Regions from separate parts of the Mus musculus genome. Here all the other regions are linked to region 1. A link is a contact called in public Hi-C, HiCAR-type and promoter capture Hi-C data. All regions are on one chromosome and are shown on one strand. The core of a region is the stretch at or near the end of the contact, and the rest is flanking DNA. Distances in the headings are between cores, read along the strand shown. Region 1 holds the start of Dph6 (diphthamine biosynthesis 6). Region 2 holds the start of Fam98b (family with sequence similarity 98, member B). Region 3 holds the start of Spred1 (sprouty protein with EVH-1 domain 1, related sequence). Region 4 has its middle 43 kb from the start of Gm39912. Region 5 holds the start of Katnbl1 (katanin p80 subunit B like 1). Region 6 holds the start of Tmco5 (transmembrane and coiled-coil domains 5). Region 7 holds the start of Aven (apoptosis, caspase activation inhibitor).

Region 1 (2,605 bases), core at 68-2,567:
ATTTCTCAAACAGCACCTCTAAATTCCTATCCACTGAGTGTTTTGAGGAACACACTCCACTGAGACTTTCTTCTCTCCAGTTTCACATGTTTTACTACCCTGCTGAGCTTCGGTAAACTAAGTTCCATGGCTGCCTTCCTGGCTCACATTTAATTTTTATCTCTCTTCACCAAATAATCGTGATGGTTAAAGTTTTATTCCCTTTATGTGTAAAATTTATTAAATTATGGTGGGTTTTCATTTCCTTAAAATGGCACAGAATCAACAGATCTGGCATTTTCCTGCCACTAGAGAAACTGGCTTACCTAGACTGTCACCCACTGTCAACTAGCATCAGTTACCTAGGGCATTAACAACAAATGTGTACGTGTGCTTCACTAGGCTAACAAAAAGAGACTGTAGCAATAAAGTGGAATTCACACTTTTTTGAGGTCTAAATCTCAAGAAACAATACACTTAAGGGTCTTAAACTAATATTGCTATGCCCCTTATCACTGCCAGGCACTGAAACAGATCAAGGATAGCTCTGCTTATCAGCTATAGTATCTGGGCTTTTAAGTAAGTTACTAGATTTCAAACTACTTTTGGAATATGACTTGGGTTGCCCAGGGTCAGTAAGGCAAATTTGTATCCAACGCACTCCAGAGCATCTAGAAAAACCTAGCTTATTTTCAACTCAACCAGGAGGAAATACATCTGTCAGTAGCTTGAGTTCCAACGGAGGTGTCTGACAACATAGGAGCAAAGCAATCTCAAACCATCTAGGGGATCCTACAGCTCTCCCGGCAAGCCAGAGATGTGAGAAGAGAGTGAGGTTGCAATCCTCCTTCCTGGAAAGGATCAAGACTGAGGAGAATTATAGAGGACAAAAACTGCTAACAAGTAAGTGAAGTTAACAGCGGCTCTCAAAGTTCAGAGCAAATAAAAGTCCAACAGGCGTGGTGACCATGCGCCCACGGAGGAGGAGGAGGACCCAGGAATTAGTGCTGTTTAGCTTTGCCAAGCTGCCAGAGAGGAGGCGCGTGGGGCCAGGGAGCCCGAGCAGATCGCCCCGCCTCTTCCGGTGGCCGTGGCGCCGGCCGGCCCACGCGGCGCCCCAAGAAGTGGCTCCGGATGTTTCTACAGTGGCCGCGTCAGGATATAGCCTTGCCCAAGAGTAAAGCGATGGCCCCAGTCCTCATTACCTGATCAGGGCCGCGACCCTCATTCTGGGCGCAGTGTGCGTGCGTACGTGCGTGCGTGCGGTAACCACAGACGCCAGGCCCGGGATCCCGCGGCGACTGGACCTACACGCGCGGTCCTCGACCTGGTGTCTGCTGCGCTGCCTGCCCTCGACCATGCCTACTGCCCCTTCAGCACCTTGCTGAACACCCGGGTGTAGAGGCTAGGTAGTCTCAGCATCTGTTCCCTGATACATGGATATATGGCTCAGAATTTACAAAAAGAAAAAAGTTTAGGCACAGCCTAACCACCTAAGTAAGGGCAGTGAAGCTGCCAAGGGAAGGGCATGGTCCTTGGTAAACCGCTTGAGGGTGCTGGGATTGTCTGGGTAGTAAATTCAAAGTCACAAGTTCTAAGATTTGAAACACTACCTTGGAAAGGGGATTTAGTCTCTCTCCTCTCTTCGTCAACTACAAGAAAGAAATCTTTTCGCCCTTCCTACCCCCCCTCCAAAAAAAAAAACCCACTAACCCCTGATCACTTTTAACTTCGAGGTTTGCATCTCTGCCCATTGAACCAGTGAGGCTACATGACCTCCGCCTCCTATACTGTGTTTTTGCATTTTCCCAATACAGAAACTGAAAAACTTGCACTCCAGAAAGCAAAACGAAAATCTAATTTAAAATACGTTTGCCAGTACTTAGTTATTTGAATGTACTAAGCACTCTTTGGAGCTCCTGGGATCAACTGGTGTACGATATAGACCACCATGCCTACCTACATCCATGAACAAGGAGTTTGTGTAGAGGTGTAGGAAGAAGAGAATTTAAAAAGAGAATTGTATGTTAAAGTGAAAAATACTGTACCAAAAGAGAGAGAAAGAGAGAGACAGAAAAAAAATGCAGAAATAGAGGGTACACGTGGCATTATTGGTGAGTTAAACTAACTTAAACATATACATCTTTGAATATTATTCATATGTAAAGAATGTATATATATATATATATATATATATATATATATATATTTTTTTTTTTTTTTTTTTTTGAGACAGGTTTTCTATGTGTAGCCCTGGCTGTCCTGGAACTCACTCTGTAGACCAGGCTGGCCTAGAACTCAGAAATCCACTTGCCTCTGCCTCCTGAGTGCTGGGATTAAAGGTGTGCGCCACCACTGCCTATGTATATACACATTATATACATGTAATACATATATATATATATATATATATATATATATATATGTGTGTGTGTGTGTGTGTATATGTGTGTGTGTGTGTATATATATATATATATATATATATATATGTATATATATACATATATATATCTCCAGTGAATGCCCAAACTCCCAAAATCCGTCTTCCCAATGTATCCATGTTGAATAAATCTCCCTTTCTGATTTCTACTTTCACCTGGCTTTTTTTTTTCCAGCCTGCTGGTTC
Region 2 (2,605 bases), core at 45-2,544, 2.6 Mb after region 1:
AACAAACAAAAAGACAGGGAGATCTGAGTTCAAGGTATGGTGGCACACACCTTTAATCTGGGCTACACCTTCTGATGGAGACCATTTAAGGACATTGAAAGAAGGGAGTCTCACTTTCTCTCCTTCGCGCCTGCTTGCCATGTGGGACTGAGCAACTGCTAGGTCCTTGGACTTCCATTCACAGCTGTTACTGACCATTGTTGGGAGTTGGACTGTAGACTGTAAGTCATCAATAAATTCCTTTACTATATAGAGACTACCCATAAGTTCTGTGACTCAAGAGAACCCTGACTAATACACCTTCCCCTTCCTTCTCTCCCTCTTCCTCTCCTTCCATCTTTCTTTCTTTCTTTCTTTCTCTCTCCCTCCCTCCCTCCCTCCCTCCCTCCCTCCCTCCCTCCCTCCTCTCTCTCTCTCTCTCTCTCTCTCTCTCTCTCTCTCTTTCTTTCTTTCTTTCTTTCTTTCTTTCTTTCTTTCTTCTTTTGCTGTTTGTTTTGTGAGCCAGTGTCTTACTTTGTAGCTCTGGCTGGCCTGGAGCTCACTGTATAGACTAACCTGGCCTTGAACTCAGGAGAAACATTGACTCCTGGGTGCTGGGATTAAAGGCATGTTGTGGCCTTGCTTTTATTTCTTATGGATGTTTCTACTGCATCTGGAGCTGTACCTTTTGTTGCTAATACATTCATAAATGACCAGCAACACAATACAAAATCTTGAATATGTATTTGAAGTGGTTCTGCAGATAGATGAACACAACAACTCACTTATTTGGTTCTATATTCATAATGAAATGATACCCTAGATCTCTTCTTATTAGAGCACTGGCACATGTATTGGCTCAATGGACTTATGTATATAGACATCCTGTTACTTTTTAGCTGGAGATCATTATAGTTTCCTTTTGGGATTTTTGTTATAAAAAGCAAGATGTATGTGTGTGGGGGCGACTGGAAAGTTGGCTCATTGGTTAAGAATGTGGCTGCTCTTTCAGAGGGCTTGATCTGTTGCCCTCTGCTGGTTTCCGGAGCATCTACACACACCTGACACACACCATAAACAAAAATTAAAAAATCTAAGGTGGGGTAGTATTCAACACCTACAGTAGAATCATGATAGTAAAAGATAGTGACTTCACATGGATAAGATCTAACACAAAGATGCTTATTTATTTTTTAAAAGTCTATTGTTGCAAACATGGCTTTTACGTTGCACCAAGCAGGGACTCCTCCACGGTTGCCACGGCTACAAGTCCCGGAACCTTGGCGTGCTGACGCTGGTTTCCGGCGGGATTTTTAGTGACGAACAGCTTTGGACCAAGCGACCATGAGAGGGCCAGAGCTCGGGCCCGAAACCAGCATGGAAGGGGACGTTCTGGACACCTTGGAGGCGCTGGGGTGAGTGTTCTCGTGGACAACTTCTCAGAGGAGAGGACGCTGGCCCTGCGCGTGGCCGCTGTGGCACGGGCGTGCGCTTCTCCCCGGAGCAGGCCTTGTGTACCGGGCGGTGCGCAGGCCTCTGCGCTCCGGGTAGCCGGGACCCTGGGAGCCGGCGGGAACGAGCGGCTGCAGCGAGAGGCCTGGCTGTGCCGGCCGTTTTCCCTCTTTCATTACATTCAGCCTGCAGCCGGCTCCTCCCGGGCCTCGGGGGGGTGGGGGGGGGAGCCCTTTGTATGGACGTAGATCCTGCTCCCGCCGCACCGCAGTTGCGTCTGGACTGTTGTGTCGCGCATGCTGCTCAAATCGGTGGCTTACTCAGGGCTGGGGGAGGACTCACTCCCGCTTCTTAGACTGAAGACTCTTAGTTAAGTGTGAACCCCTGCATTTAACCTTCTCCATTCCTTAAAGCACGTTTGTGTGGTAGGCAGGGAGAAACGACAGTTTTCAGAACGTCGTTACCACTTTAGGTGTTAAGAGGAACCCCGGGGTGGCGGTGATGAGGCGATCTGGACAAGCAGTGTTACTCCCCTCCATCCTGGTGTTCTTCCCAGCGCTTGCTCTTTTTACCTGTTTGTCACATGAACTTCACCCAGAGTTTGAGAAACTTGTCAACTTTCTTCACTGATGGACTCCTCCTGGCAACATACTAGAGTGGGGCCTGTCACAGCGATTGAAGAAAAAGTTCAGAGGAGGGTGTGTACTTGTGAGCAAAGGTCCAAACGGTTGAGGGTTAATAAACGGATCCTTTCCCCAACGTTGGCGCCATCTGCACAGACGTTTACCTCCTTAAGGTGGTTTCATTTTAGGGTAACTGCTCCTAAAGAAGTTTGAAACTATCATGCCTGGTTCCCTTATTTTCGTTCCCTCAAACTATTTTGTTCTTTTTTTTTCTAGCAAGTGTTAACTTTTGTTGCACCCTGATAATGCATACTTTGCTGCTACTCAGCATAACAGAACCTTGAATTTACTTGATCTTGAATAAAATGTTTGTTAAATAAAAAAACAGAACCAGCACGACAACATCAGGGCTATTTGTATTTCTATGAAATTTTCTTAACCCTGCAGGGGAAATATAACTAATACGAAGTTAAAATACCTTGGTGTGCGTAGGCTCCAGCTTGGATCCCAGACATTTACAATTTTTGGGATCTTGTAGCCATTTATGAAGT
Region 3 (2,605 bases), core at 77-2,576, 2.5 Mb after region 1:
CGGGGGTTAAGTAAACTTGAGAACAAAGTGAAAAGCCTATCGCAAAACCGCCTAGGGAGACGCCACAGGAACTTAGGAGCGCTAGGGAGTCAGTCCCCCAGGCCATCTTGTGTATAAGCTGACTTCTTAGAGACAAGATAATAGAATTTATAGAGCTAGGAGTTCCTAGCCCTCCGGTCACAAAGATCCCAGGCTCCAGCCCTCAACCTTAGAAGGTTCTTGTGCAAAAAAGATCTTTTGGGATGATTGCATACATTGTCCTCTGACAATGCAAACGTGACAGCTGCCTATCCAACAACCGTTCCGCCTCTGTTCGCCAAAGTTCGTGCCACACAGGCTTCTCCTGCGCTATAGTTATGCAACCTCGCTCGCAGCGGGAGTTATTTCCTGTGCTGCTGGATGCGCCAGATTCATGTAACCCGCCTACCCCGGGCTTCAATGGAAGCCGTTCTCCATTAACAAGCACTCGTGCTTCCAGAGATGAATGCCCAGCATTGCATGCTGTTTGCGCAGTGAGGATCGCGCTGCGAGGTATTGAAACCAACTCTTTCTACACACACACACACACACACACACACACACACACACACACACACACACACACACACACATCACACGCACACAACTACCCTTGTGCAAGAAGCAAGGGAACTGCAGCAATGCAACTAGAGGGACAGCAGGAGGAGCTCGCTTTGCAGTCCTGGCCTGTAACCCCCACTAAGAGATGAACTCATGCCAGTTCCATTCTTTGCAAGAAAAACACAACACACGCGCGCGCGTGCACGCGCACTGAGCAGTACGGAGTGGCCTCCCGATTTCTTCCCCGAGCACACGGTGTGCTGCCCGCTTGTCCCGGCAACCCGGATATCCCAGGCCGAGTAACGGGGACTTGAGCGTCGCAACAATGCCAGTCCCGGAGCAGCTCGGCTCACAGCTCCCACCCCCGCCCCCTTTCCTCGGCGTGCCAAGAGTTTGGAGCGCGCGCACGCACACGCGCGCGATGCAGTGCAGCGACATATCCCTCCGCCACCCTCCTCGCCCCGCTCCCGCTGCCCGACGATTTGGGAAGCGAGGGGAGGAGGGAACTACTTTCCTGAAACTTGTTATGCTGCCCACGATCCAGAGCTGCAGTGATTCGACTGCGGGCCGCGGCTTTTAGGTTTCCCCCCGACCCCTCAGAGGCCCCGCGCCTCCGGCTTGCAGCCGCGCCCCACGTCCGCCCAGCCGCACCCGCGCGAGCCCCGGCGGCCCAGAAGTCGCGAGGGACTACTTCGCCTGCCTCTCCCGCGGGCGCCCCCGGTTCGAGCGGCGGAAGGAGCGGGCGGCGTGAGCGCTTCCGCCGCCCCCCTCGCGGCTCCCCTCTCGCGGGCGTGAGGAGCGGGCCGCCGAGCAGCGCTGATCTCGGCCCTCGTCGCCGCCGCTCGGCACTGTGCCCTCGGGCTCCGACGCTCGCCTCGCGCCCTGCCTGCGGCCCCTCAGCTGGAGCGCGTCCGAGGCAGCCCCTGAGGGCCGACCAGGCGCGCCGCGCGGGCAGCCGGCGGCCAGGCGGGAGATGGTGCGCGGCACCTCGGCGGGACCGCGCCGCCTCCCGCAGCCAGCGCTCGGCTGCCCCCCGCCGGCTCCCGCCGCCCGCCCGTCGCCGCGCCCCTGAGAGCAGCACCGCCTCAGCCACCGGCCGCGTCCCCCTCAGCGCCCGCAGTCGCCCGCGCCGTCTCGGCTTCGCACTCGACCTCGGCGCGGCAAACCGCTGGGGTCGCCACGGCCGCGCTTGCTGCCGCCGCCCCCCTGCGGGGGTGGCCGGGCTGCCCGGCTCGCGGGGCACCGCTCCGAGTGAGGCATCCACCATGGTGAGGCCCCCGAGCCGCTGCCCGCGCGCCCCGCCGGCCGTCGTCGCCCGCCGCCCCTCGGTGCCGCCGCTGCCGCTGCTTCCCTGCCTGCTGTTGCTCCTCCATCTCCTGATCGGATCACGGTGAGGGAAAGATGAGCGAGGAGACGGCGACTTCTGACAACGAGTAAGCGAGCCCTGGCCTGGTTGAGCCCGGGGGGCAGCCCCCTCCCCCCAGCCCGTCCCGCCCGGGAGGTGATAGATGCCCGATGTGTCGGGCCATTTTCTTTAATGGCAGCACCCCTTTTCATTCGTGCATTTTCGCCTCTCTGCTTGGGGAAGGGTATCGAGTGCAGTGCAGAGGCGGCGTAGCAGTCGGACGTCTCCGAGACAGAGTAATAATGTGGGTAGCTCAAAGTGGAGTAGAAACTACCCTTTGCCTGCCCTTCACTCCGGCGTCAAACCCGCCCCCCCTCCCCAAACACCTTGAACATCCAGCCACCCTGCCTCTACAGCTATTTCGCTCGGAAACTAATGTGTGGGAGCACCTCCAGCCGCAAACTGCTCTTGAATCCTAATTCGATGACTCAGTGACTCCTAAATACCGATTAAGCCTTCGCCCCCCGCCCCACTTTTTAAACTTATGACCTATACTATTCTAGTAAAAAGATAGGGTTAGGGAAACATTTTAAGAATTAAATAGGATTAAGGACACCTGGAGTGTGGGCGATGTTGAGCTATTGTGTTTTTTTATTATTATTTTTTTAACCTTCGAGAGTA
Region 4 (2,605 bases), core at 44-2,543, 2.4 Mb after region 1:
AGGATAACTTTTAATTCTGTGCTGGTTCATCATCGAGTAAAATAATGAAAATTTTATTTTCAATTCATTTTCCCCACCTTTCATCACTTAGACAATACCAATCTTCCAACATTTTCAATTACAAAATAAAATAACACAGCCTACTAGAACCACCCTTGACTACAGTGTGATTTTTTTTTTCAGCAATGCGTGGGAGCTTTAGGGTCTTCTGCAAGCAGAGCCGCCATATTGGGGCTGTACCACAAGGGGTGGGCCACACAGATATGCCCACAGGGCTCACAGGGCTCTTTTTCAAAACTGCTTCTAAAGCCAATTTCTGATATTTCGTTTTGTTCTTTTAGCTTGCCTTTTGACGCCACTTGAGGGGAAAACTGAATTCTACGTTCTCAGAATTTGTTCCACTTCTTCATCTTGGACTTTAAAAACTATCTTTTTAATGATTCGGAACTGGTTTTAACCCTTCATATGATGTGGTTAACCCCGTTCACAGATATGTCAAGAGGTAAAGACACGCCAGTATGGTATCTATCTCCTCCTTTGGAAAAGTGCAGGGACAACCACTCATTTAAAATAAGTTCATCTGGCTCCCACTCCTATACACAGAGCGCACATCTGAGTCAACTCCTCTTCCTCAGAAGCCTTTGTTAGTTTCCATGGGAAAACTGCAAAACTGCTCAAATGTGGGCATGTTATAATTAGAACCAAACGTGGGCTTTATGGGACCTGTCAGGATGTTTCTAGGAAGCCTGCTCAGTGTCGGCTTCCTGAGACATCCTTTCCCTACAACCATGACTCATCCCTGCTTCTCCTAACTCACCCCCACTTGTTCTGGGATGGAAGGAGTCCCACACGCTCCAAATACAGATGAGAAAGCTGGTGTCCAGACCATGAATAAGAGCACCGGTCTAGGGCTTGTGGAAGTGGGGCAAAGGATTTTGCTGGGTACATCTGAGGCCAGCAATATGGCGGGTGCATATTTATCACACATGGAGAGACTCATTTCTTTGGCAACCTAGCCCACTCGCTAATCCTCCCAAGCCCTTCCATTCCAACTCCTTTCTTCCTTTCATGAAAACACAGTACAAATTCTCTGCAAAACAATGAATCTGCTCCTCAGGGGAATGTACAAGTCAGAAAAGCTTTTAAGAAGAAAAGAGGAGCCAAGGCCTTTGCATAAGCAGGCCAGCTGCAGAGCCTCCAGAGAGGAGGGTGAGGAGACCGCTCCCGCTCCCTGCAGCCCTGGCCCCAAACCTCCTAGCTACCGCCTGTCTCCGCTGGCTTCCCACAACTCTAAACAGGCCAGCCCACACCTCCGGGACTGCACCCCTGTCATTTTCAGGAAACGAGATGTTCAGAGTCCATCCTGGCATTTCTGTGAACTCACAGAAATAATTCATTGACTCACAGAACCGAAAGAGATGATCTAGTCACTTTTATTTTTAAAATGAGAAAAATGCAGCCAGAACAGTTCCTCTGACCTACCCAGGCGCGCTCAGCTGGGAGGGCCGACCAGAATTCCTATCTCCTTTCCCTCTCTTCCAGTGTGGTTTGCACCTGAGCTGGTCAAAGCAAATCCGAGGTAGATTTGCTGTTTTCTGCTCAGCCTTCTTCCTATTGTTCTGGAAAACACCCTTCCAGTTTGTGTGATGGATCAGCTGAGCCAAAACTGATTCTAAAGAAGCATGCCTAGTACTTGTTAAAACTAGAGCACTCTAGGCCTTTCCTTGGAAGGTCTTGGATGGAGACTTAAAAAAAAAAATCAGTTTCCCAAGTGAGTCTTCTGGTGAGGCCAGTTCGGGGATTAACATCATAAAGCAACCCTGGGGGACAAAAGGGATCTTTGATGGCTGGGTACCCCAACAAGAATAGAAGAGCCATGCTGGGGACCAAGAATTTTGCCTTTTAGCTGCTTTTTTTAGTGGGTTAACCACTAGACCACACTTCCTCTCTTGAAGAAGCAAGGAATTAAAATCAAAGGTTTACTACTGATTCATGCTGCCTGCTAACACGGCTTATTGCGACATGCTGTGACCCTATGCTCCAAGGCTTGGAAACAGATGTGGGGAGGGAGCGGCCTGAAGGTCTGCTGGGTGGGGGAGGCAAGACGGCAGCTGGCCAAGGGAAGAACTTCCTCTGCAGCTCAGCTTTTAGCAGGAGTGGAAGTTAGTCTAAATTGTTACCATGCAGATCTGGAATCTTTTTTTTTTTTTCAATTGCCTGGCTCCGATTCCAGGTTTGCTCCATTCTGTATAAAACAAAAACCAAAAAACTGAGAATTTGGTAATGAATTCTCCTGCCCTGACTTTTGCCTCTGCCCTCCTCAAAATGTATGTTATGAAGCTACAGGTTTAGCCCCCTCCCCCTGGACCCTCACTCATGCCCATGTTAAAGGAAGTACAGAAAAGTTAAGCAACCTGCCCAAGGTTACAGTAATTCCAGTACTGCAGTTGCTTGATTAAGAGTGTAACTAGGCCATTCTCAGCTGCACTCTCCAGGCCTCCTTTAATATATGCTCATCATTAGGCAGCTGAAAAAAATGTTTGGGGTTACTTCACCCTCCCCTCCCCAGACCCCTCCACCTCCCACCCTCCCCCAATGGCAAAAT
Region 5 (2,605 bases), core at 45-2,544, 2.3 Mb before region 1:
ACAAATATATGACATTATACTTAACTAATGGCCTCTTAGCTCTGAATATCCACATCGTTTAGAATATAGCTTTCATGACCTCACTCAGTGTGGTGTATTGCAAATACCACTCTTTCTGACTTTCCAAGCCACCTCCTGTTGTCTATAACACCTGGAGACAAGTCTGCTAGGTGCATAGGAAATCCTTAAACATGTTGATGAACTTAACTTAAGCAGCCATTTCCTTAAGACCTAAGAGTTCTTTCAGGAGCATATAAAAAAGTGAGCCACGGGATGTATGAGGAAGACTTGCATCAAATGCCCTACTTGCTTGGCTGCTGTACTGGGGACAACAACCACAGAAGACAAACTTAGTCTTATCTTTGCTACCCTTGACCAGTGGCTTAACCTGAGCAGGCTCTGGTCAAGGGAATTGCCCTCAGTAACTAAAAATATGTCAGGGGCAGAACCAATTCTAATCTTTTGTTGTTGTTTGTTTGTTTGTTTTTCGAGACTAGTTTTCTCTGTGTAGCCCTGGCTGTCCTGGAACTCACTCTGTAGACCAGGCTGGCCTCGAACTCAGAAATCCGCCTGCCTCTGCCTCCCAAGTGCTGGGATTAAAGTCGTGCACCACCCTGCCCGGCCCAATCCTAATCTTATAGTCTTGTTCCCAACCGAAGAAGACTGAGCTTGCTTTCTGAGGAGAGGACCTATATTATACACATTTGTCTGAAGACTGTTGCAGCAGTCTGTGAGTTTTTGGGTAGGGAGGGTGCTGGGAGTTGCAAATTTTTCGGTTTTTTTTTTTTTTTTAAATAATAAAGTTGATAAAAATTGTTAAAAGAGATTCTGGAAGTGTGACACGTAACAGAAAACAAGACAGTCAGAAATTATGTAGTGTTTACCAGGAGCCACATACTCTCCAAATTACTTTGTATGTATTAACCCATTTGCTATCCCCAGCAATACTGAGGCAGATGCATTTTCCTCATTTCCATTTTACAGATGAGGAATTCAAAAGCACACCGTTTTGTGACTCGTCCAAAGTGGCACAGTTCCAGAGTCCACGCTTTTAACCACTATACCCTGGTGGTTTAAATGAAAATGAATATTCATCTTCTCCTGAACGATTTTAACAGCAGATTGCCCCACGTGTAGATTGTCCCTTACCCGCAGGTCCACTGTTCTTGTGGCAAAGCGTCGGACGCACCTGTGGACACGAGGGGGCGCCGCCGCCCCGCACCCTGGTCCCCCTCCGGCAGGCATCCGAGGGGGCGGAGTCTGAGCTGGGTGGGGCCCGGCTGGCCGCCCACGGGGTAGCTATCCCGGCGGGCCGCGCGCGGCGGTGTTTGAATGGCTGTGAGTGGGGCCCGGCTGGGGATCCGAGGGACGCTCCGAGCTGCCGGGAGCGGTTCATCAGCACAGTGGCTGAGCTTGGGCGCTGCGGTACCATGAGGCGCCGGTAAGTGACGGCCGGACCCGGTTGGGGCCTTCGCTGCTGCTCGCGCGGCGGGCTTCTTGAGCAGCTGGCCGGGCCCACCTGCAGGCCCCGCGGCAGCGGCCTTTCCGGGGCTGGGCGGCGGGGTCGGGGCGGGACGCAGGCGGGTGGGGCCCCCGGTCTCCCGCGGAGCCCCCGGGCGAGCGGTTGTCTGGAGGTTGGAGCTGCAGGCCTCGGGGGTCCTGGCAGGAGAGGCATGGATCAAACCTACTGTCATTTATTTATCTTCGGGTGGAGTCGACATCTGCACCCTACGGGGAAAGACGGGGCGCGTGAGAAGATTGCTCTGCGAGGACAGGTTTTCCCCAGAGCAGCCTAGGCCCGGCTGAGGCATTTCCTTATTTTTCTGAGGAATTTTTGAGTCCCAGACAGATCGGCTTTTGTTTCTAAGGACAGAAACTTGACATAGCCGCATAAGAATCATTGACTGCAACTTTTAAAACCTCGTTGTGCTTTCTGAAAAGTTATTCCGTAATTGTACCTAGGTGCTTAACTGAGCTTAGGCATGGAGATAACAAAGAGTTGATTTGTTTTGTACTGGCTTCTAAAGTCCCTTGAAAACAGCTATATCAATTTCTTGGCAGATCTGGAGAAAAAAGTAACTGGAAGAGATAATTCTATAATTATTGCCGATTTCGTACTTAACGAGCTCGCTGAGACACCAGTCCACCTAATATCTGAAACTTTATACAAAATCATTCAGGATTTTTCCTCTCTCATATATTTTTGGTTGTGAGCCTAGCCTTTAACGGCTGAGCCATCTCTCCAGCCCTCTTCTCTCTTTCAAATCAGCTTCTTCAAGTCAGAAGTTTATGCATGGAGGCTTTTTGCTTGGATAGTAGCTGGACTTGTAATAAGCCATAACGAGTAATAACTTACTTATTTTGTTTTCTGTGTGCTAAGAGTTGTTTTAAGAGTGCTGCTTTGGAATAGGTAGTATTATCATCATTTTGACACGGGAAAAAGGCACGGGGAAGTCATCTTAGGTAGGGTTACATAGTTATTTGCTCCACAAAGCCACAGGGCCGCCTCCTCTGCCTTGATCTTACTAATGTCCAAAGTGTTGTTTCATTTGCTTGAGCTTCGGAGATATTTATGTGCGTACGCCTCTGTGTACACTACACATGA
Region 6 (2,605 bases), core at 43-2,542, 2.2 Mb after region 1:
CTCAAGGAGAAAGGCTCCCCTGGAAGGAGACTCGGCTTTATTTTAATCCCAGTTAAAGTCCCTATCCAATCCATTAAGGGCTGCAATAACCTTGGTCCAGGGCATTTCCTGGCGAAGCTATAACCAGCTGGGGTTAATGAACTCTCCCTACCATCAATTCCTGGGAGAAGCCATTGGCCTGAATTGTTAATTACTCTTCTGTGTACAGCTTCATAAAGCAATGAAATGCCTTCTTTCAGGAGATGGTAATGGGGGTCATCAGAGGCGGTTAATTTTACGAATAGTTTGCTAGAAACTTCAGTATGTTAAGAAGTCGGTCTGGCTCACAAATCACCTCTCTGTGGTCCTGAGTAGAGGCCCGAAAGTTGACAGGTTTCTGTGACTCACATACAGAAGTTAGCAGCTGTGGAGAATTCACTGACATATACGTGTGCTCAGGTGTAAAAAAATGTATATTATTTGTTTTATGTGAATGACTTTCCATTAAAGGAGACATAATGGAGCTAATTCGAGATAATCACAGGAATTACTGTCAATATCAAAAATCTCTAGTAATTTCTTAGTCTTTGGTGGGTGATTCTTAGTCTCTGAAACTCAGACCATAGCAAGGATGTGCCCATAAGCCTCTGCAGGCAAAACTGGATCTTCATGGTATTACTCTACCTGCTGGTCTCTGCATTTATCCAGCACAGGTTCTCATGTCCATGAATGAAGCTGCTTCACAGATTGGCACGCTACTTTCGAACACGAGGAAACTCCGTGGCTCTATCTGCACCATCCGATTTAAAACTGCAAAGTCCTTCCTTGCTCCTATGTTCGCATTCTTTCTTTGGATGAAATAAAATCAACCTACACACACACACCTCACAAAGATAAGTGTTTTGGGTTGCCCTGCTCCCTCTTGAAGACACTGGTAACTTTTACTTCCCAATTCCCATGGGATGAATGGGTTGTTAGTTGGGCACATGGTGGCATCACTGTGGCCACAAGACCAAATTCCCCATCTTCATCCCACTTGGGCAAAGGAAGTGCTGTTTGCCACAGGCATAATAAGGAATACTGTTGCTTTATACTGCCTAGAAACCAGACTCCCTGAAGTATGTCCATGCTTAGGGCAGACTTAACCATAAAGTCCACACACCCACAGAAGTTCTAACACTGGAAAGATAACAGGAACCAGTTGCCAATGGCACCACGGTGACATGCTGCTTGCCCGTCCTGTGGCAGTTGTGGAGTCATAACCCTATGGAAGGTTGTGAGATTCTATTGGATGGTTCCAGTGGGAAGAGATGAGAGTCTTAAGAAGAAGCTCCTGATTAGGGCAGGATCAGAAAGCCAAAGCACATCGGTAGAAGGGAGGTAGAGTTTGTAGAGGAGGTTATAGGGCAGAGAGGGCCACAGAGTCTTTTTCTACTTGGTTTTCTGATCCCTGATTAATACTAACTTCCCACCAAGCTGGCAGTGGTTGGGGACTGGGGAACATCCAGGCTTTCCAGGGCAATGACACGCCGATATCTGTGCCCTGAGACCTTTAAGAAAGCAGCGGTCATGAAGAAAGGAGACTTAAAAAAAAACTGATCACCTCTGTCTCTTTCTAGTGTTTTGTTCAGATTTCCAAATTGCGTTAGTATGGCAAACAGCCTCTAGGTGCATTTGCTTGCAAGACAACTGCTGGACTTCTTTCCAGCAGATCTCTGCACCCTCCCTTCCTGATGCAGAGTCAGACGAACAGAAAGAGCTGGAGTGTCTGTCATGACCATCCCGGGGCTATGAAGGGAGAAAACAAGTTCATTTACTTTCTATTTGGGAGATTAATGGATCCATTGCCCCTGTTCATAACCACATCTCTGCTGACATTTCAGGGGCCTCCGATGGAAGAACAGAAGGAAAATCAGCTGGACTATGAGTAAGTAGCGGCGACTATGAAAGGCTGCAGTCTAGGTACCAAGAGGGAAGCAGGCCTGATGCTCAGACCTTCCCTCGTCTTCCGGTCACTTCTTCCTCCTTCCTTCCATTTCCAAAGCACTCCACTTCTACAGGAAGTGGTAACTACTGTAAATTCTCCCAGACAAGCTAGCTCTGCCAAGACAGGACTTTGATGCTGCCCGAAACACAATCCCTGGGTCATGCTACCCTATTCCCAGTTAACTCCAAAGACAATGAATTCTTTTACATGTTAGAAAAAGTTTAGTGCGAGCCTCCCTTGACTTAGGTGCTCCTCCTAAAGTTATCATCTCGTTCACAATTTTTTTTTCCAAAACTGATGTTTGTACTCTTGAATGATGTTCCTGAAATATAAGATGTACTCACTGAAATGGCCCTCCTATGAGAATCTCAACCATCATAATCAGAAAGTCAAAGAGAAGTGGAAGAGGGAAAGATTGAAGCCCTATTATGGGAGTAGAAGCTTCTGTCTCTGAATAAAGTCAGACTAACTCAGAAGTGATGGAGCAGGTGCCTAGATAAAAATAGTCAATAAAAGTGTATTGCATAAGCATGTTTTGAGAACAATTTAGGGAAAGGTTGCCATGGGAAACAGCTCTCTCCAGTACACGGCTATTTAAGGAAGTAAAGATTCTCTTGAAATCAGACTGTAGAGGCATCG
Region 7 (2,605 bases), core at 38-2,537, 2.2 Mb before region 1:
TTATCTTAAGCTGACAAACCTCCAGGGGTTCTCTCATCACATAGGTTCCCCCACTCCCTGCCACCTGTTAGCTGGGTCAACTCCAGTTCAGTCATCAGGCTGTACCTTGGGGGTTTACTTAAGAAAAGCCAACTTCCAGCTTTGATCTTGAGTTGCTCACAGCATTCAGCTCACTGGAGCAGAATCATTTGTTTATATAATTATCTTCCACGTGAATTGAGGACTTTAGGGTGGGGCCAATCTGTCTTTTCAATTCGGAACATAGTGCTACTGGTATATAATTCTGTACACAATTAGAAGTGATATATGGCTATAAGGAAGGGGCCTAAGACGCGATGAAAGTGACATTTCTTTTGGTAGGCTGATTCCATCCCTTTGCTTTTATTATTATTAATTAATTACTTTTACTTTTACTTTATTTTTATTTTTTTGAGACAGGGTCACTGTGTAGCCCTTGCAGTCCTGTAACTCTGACCTGCACTCTGTAAAGCAGACTGGCTGTGAACTCTGAGATGGGCCTACCCCTGGCTCTCCAGTGCTGGGATTAAAAGGCCTGCACCACCATGGCTGGGCTTGCTTTCATTGTTTTCAGGTAGCTTCCTTAAGACAAAATTAACCTCGGCTTCTGTTAACCTCGGCTTCTGTTGTTTCTTTCTCTCTCTCTCTCTCTCTCTCTCTCTCTCTCTCTCTCTCTCTCTCTCTTTCTTTCTTTCTTTCTCACGCCAAAGACGATTTTAGCATTCTCCAACTGAGCTACGTTCCCAGCTCTCTCTTGTCTTTCTATAACTAACTTTCCCGCTACCCTTGTCTTTGGACCCTGTCTAACCAAGTCCTGCTAGGGGAGTTAAGCTCTCTAGGACTGTTGCCTCATTGCAAAATAAGGGCAAGTACCTATGAGAATCAAGCGCTCAATGTGAGTTACAGCAACGACGTTTACAAGTTCTCTTCAAGATTTTCAAGCATCTTTCCCCTTCCCTACCGGACCCTCCACCCACTTGAGCCGCTGTCCAGACCTGTGACTTGGGACTCACCCTCAACCCTTCCTAAATCCTGACTTTAAAATGACTTATCTTCTTTAAATCAGGTTAACTAAAAAACTCATCGGACACCTTAGGTTTTGTGTCATGCAAACACTCATATGAATTAAGAACTATCACACAAAGTGACTTTATGGCGTCCTTTTATTACAGATCACTTCGTGGTCCCCGCCCCGGCCGGGCCCCGCGCCCCGATCACCACGGCCGGCGCTCGGCTGCTTCCGGTGGGGCCTGCGCTCTCCGCGGCGGCTCGCGCGTTCTGCTCGCCGGCGGCCTCATGCAGGCTGAGCGCGGGGCTAGGGGCGGCCGCGGGCGGCGGGGAGGCCGGGAGCGGCCCGGAGGGGACCGAGAGCCGGTCGGGGCAGCGACGGCGCTGGCGAGAGGAGGCTGCGGGGACGGAGGCGGCCGGCGGGGCCGAGGCCGGGGCTTCCGCCGAGGCCGAGGAGGTGGCGGCCTGCGAGGCGGCCGCTGGGAGCCTGGAGGCCGGGGCGGCGGAGCCAGCACTCGGGTAAGGAGCGCGGGTTGCTGCGGCCGCTAGCCGGCGTGTGGGGAGCGCGAGGCACAGCGCCTGCGCGGGATGGAGCCGGGAGGGCGCGCGGGGGGGGGGGGGAGGGAGAGGGGACATGCACGTGTACCGTGCACGCTCAGCCCCTGGCTGCTTGTGGCCGAAGGACTAAGCGACCGGCCTCCGCGTTTTGCTGGTGCCAGAGTCCCATGGTCTGATGGAGACTAACGGCGGCGCCTGGTGTCCGGGCTACAGCCTGGCGTGCTATCCCAGAAGTGACTTCCTGCGGAGCGAAGTCTACCAGAATACAGATTTACACAGAAGTGTTTACTCTGCCCTCCGTTTCCTTTATCCCATCCCACATTGCCTAGGTAACAGTGTCTGTGGTCACCCATACCTGGATGGAAGGACATGGGGGGAAGATTATGTCTTCATTTTGGTTTGGATTGGTGACCTCTAAGATCTTTCCCACTCTTCAGATTCGTATTTAGTCTCGCCGAGACTATTCTGGGTACCTAAAGATTAAATGAGGAGAAACTGACCGACCTTCCCAAGGCCTTTCTGTACTCATATCTTATATGTTGGGCACATTGGTGCTCTAAATCAGGATTAGTGCAGTGCTCTGAAAGCAGTCAACAGCGTTCCAGCTGTGTAGGGACCACTGTCCAGCTGCAGGATTCCACACAGTCTACGTCCTTTGCTTTCCCTCTGGATGATTAGACTGCAAATGGAAACAACTTCTAGATATGTACTCCTCCAAAGTAACTTACTTGGGAACTAAGAAGCCCTGAAACCATTCCTTCTAAAGATGTGTGGTATGAACCATGAGCTTACTGAGTGTGATAAGCAAATTATCAGGACAGTCACCTTTACTGCAGTGTGTTATTATCCTTAATGCAATTGTTAATTTCGCAAAATACAAGAATTTGTTTATATCTATTTTTTGTTTTTGTTAAAGAAGTATATTAGTTTTTCTGCGCCCGTGGACCCGTCTCTCTCTCCTCTTCCTCTCTTCCTCTCTTTCTCTCTCTCTCTCTCTCTCTCTCTCTCTCTCTCTCTCTCT

What was found. Promoter capture Hi-C pulls out the DNA fragments that hold promoters and counts their contacts. A called contact is a pair of places that touch in the nucleus more often than the background predicts. HiCAR-type assays count read pairs that join an accessible place to other places. Capture Hi-C pulls out chosen DNA fragments and counts their contacts.
Region 2: a promoter capture Hi-C map of hippocampal neurons shows a contact between it and region 1, with 4 times the contacts expected there. The contact joins the promoter of Fam98b here to the promoter of Dph6 in region 1. A contact is called at or near these places in 2 of 39 promoter capture datasets (hippocampal neurons and liver) and 1 of 484 Hi-C or Micro-C datasets (Sertoli cells).
Region 3: a contact with region 1 is called in a HiCAR-type map of astrocytes, with 7 times the contacts expected there. The contact joins the promoter of Spred1 here to the promoter of Dph6 in region 1. A contact is called at or near these places in 5 of 39 promoter capture datasets (the HPC-7 cell line, frontonasal cranial neural crest, hippocampal neurons and 2 more), 1 of 484 Hi-C or Micro-C datasets (B cells) and 2 of 115 datasets of contacts at active chromatin or transcription factors (astrocytes and large pre-B cells).
Region 4: a promoter capture Hi-C map of hippocampal neurons shows a contact between it and region 1, with 5 times the contacts expected there. The contact joins the enhancer-like site here to the promoter of Dph6 in region 1. A contact is called at or near these places in 5 of 39 promoter capture datasets (the 3T3-L1 cell line, hippocampal neurons, liver and 2 more).
Region 5: a contact with region 1 is called in a Hi-C map of CD8 T cells, with 4 times the contacts expected there. The contact joins the promoter of Katnbl1 here to the promoter of Dph6 in region 1. A contact is called at or near these places in 2 of 484 Hi-C or Micro-C datasets (CD4 T cells and CD8 T cells).
Region 6: a promoter capture Hi-C map of hippocampal neurons shows a contact between it and region 1, with 7 times the contacts expected there. The contact joins the promoter of Tmco5 here to the promoter of Dph6 in region 1. A contact is called at or near these places in 4 of 39 promoter capture datasets (the 3T3-L1 cell line, frontonasal cranial neural crest, hippocampal neurons and 1 more) and 2 of 115 datasets of contacts at active chromatin or transcription factors (embryonic limb bud and large pre-B cells).
Region 7: a promoter capture Hi-C map of liver shows a contact between it and region 1, with 3 times the contacts expected there. The contact joins the promoter of Aven here to the promoter of Dph6 in region 1. A contact is called at or near these places in 1 of 39 promoter capture datasets (liver) and 1 of 9 other capture datasets (liver).

Annotation. Positions count from the first base shown.
Region 1 is chr2:114,653,647-114,656,251 of GRCm38.p6, forward strand. It overlaps Dph6 (diphthamine biosynthesis 6), which reads right to left and starts at 1,318. Exons shown (of 9, transcript NM_025675.5): 1 at 1,185-1,318. The coding sequence starts at 1,207.
Region 2 is chr2:117,248,445-117,251,049 of GRCm38.p6, forward strand. Fam98b (family with sequence similarity 98, member B) reads left to right here and starts at 1,295. Exons shown (of 8, transcript NM_026620.3): 1 at 1,295-1,394. The coding sequence starts at 1,324.
Region 3 is chr2:117,119,745-117,122,349 of GRCm38.p6, forward strand. Spred1 (sprouty protein with EVH-1 domain 1, related sequence) reads left to right here and starts at 1,327. Exons shown (of 7, transcript NM_033524.3): 1 at 1,327-2,012. The coding sequence starts at 1,981.
Region 4 is chr2:117,017,273-117,019,877 of GRCm38.p6, forward strand. No RefSeq gene overlaps it. Among named protein-coding and RNA genes, the nearest start is that of Gm39912, 43 kb to the right of the region's middle. Within about 2 kb of position 1,294, at least 166 of the 459 cell types and tissues checked have an H3K27ac peak or open chromatin away from gene starts, as enhancers often do. A contact at or near this core is called in hippocampal neurons, liver and second pharyngeal arch cranial neural crest, where this site is marked.
Region 5 is chr2:112,377,917-112,380,521 of GRCm38.p6, forward strand. It overlaps Katnbl1 (katanin p80 subunit B like 1), which reads left to right and starts at 1,295. Exons shown (of 10, transcript NM_024254.3): 1 at 1,295-1,441. It also overlaps a transcript of Emc4 not described here.
Region 6 is chr2:116,877,413-116,880,017 of GRCm38.p6, forward strand. It overlaps Tmco5 (transmembrane and coiled-coil domains 5), which reads left to right and starts at 1,293. Exons shown (of 12, transcript NM_026104.5): 1 at 1,293-1,355; 2 at 1,863-1,906. The coding sequence starts at 1,872. It overlaps Gm13990 (a long non-coding RNA gene), which reads right to left and starts at 1,235. Exons shown (of 4, transcript XR_374895.4): 1 at 664-1,235.
Region 7 is chr2:112,491,677-112,494,281 of GRCm38.p6, forward strand. It overlaps Aven (apoptosis, caspase activation inhibitor), which reads left to right and starts at 1,288. Exons shown (of 6, transcript NM_028844.3): 1 at 1,288-1,545. The coding sequence starts at 1,315. It also overlaps a transcript of Chrm5 not described here.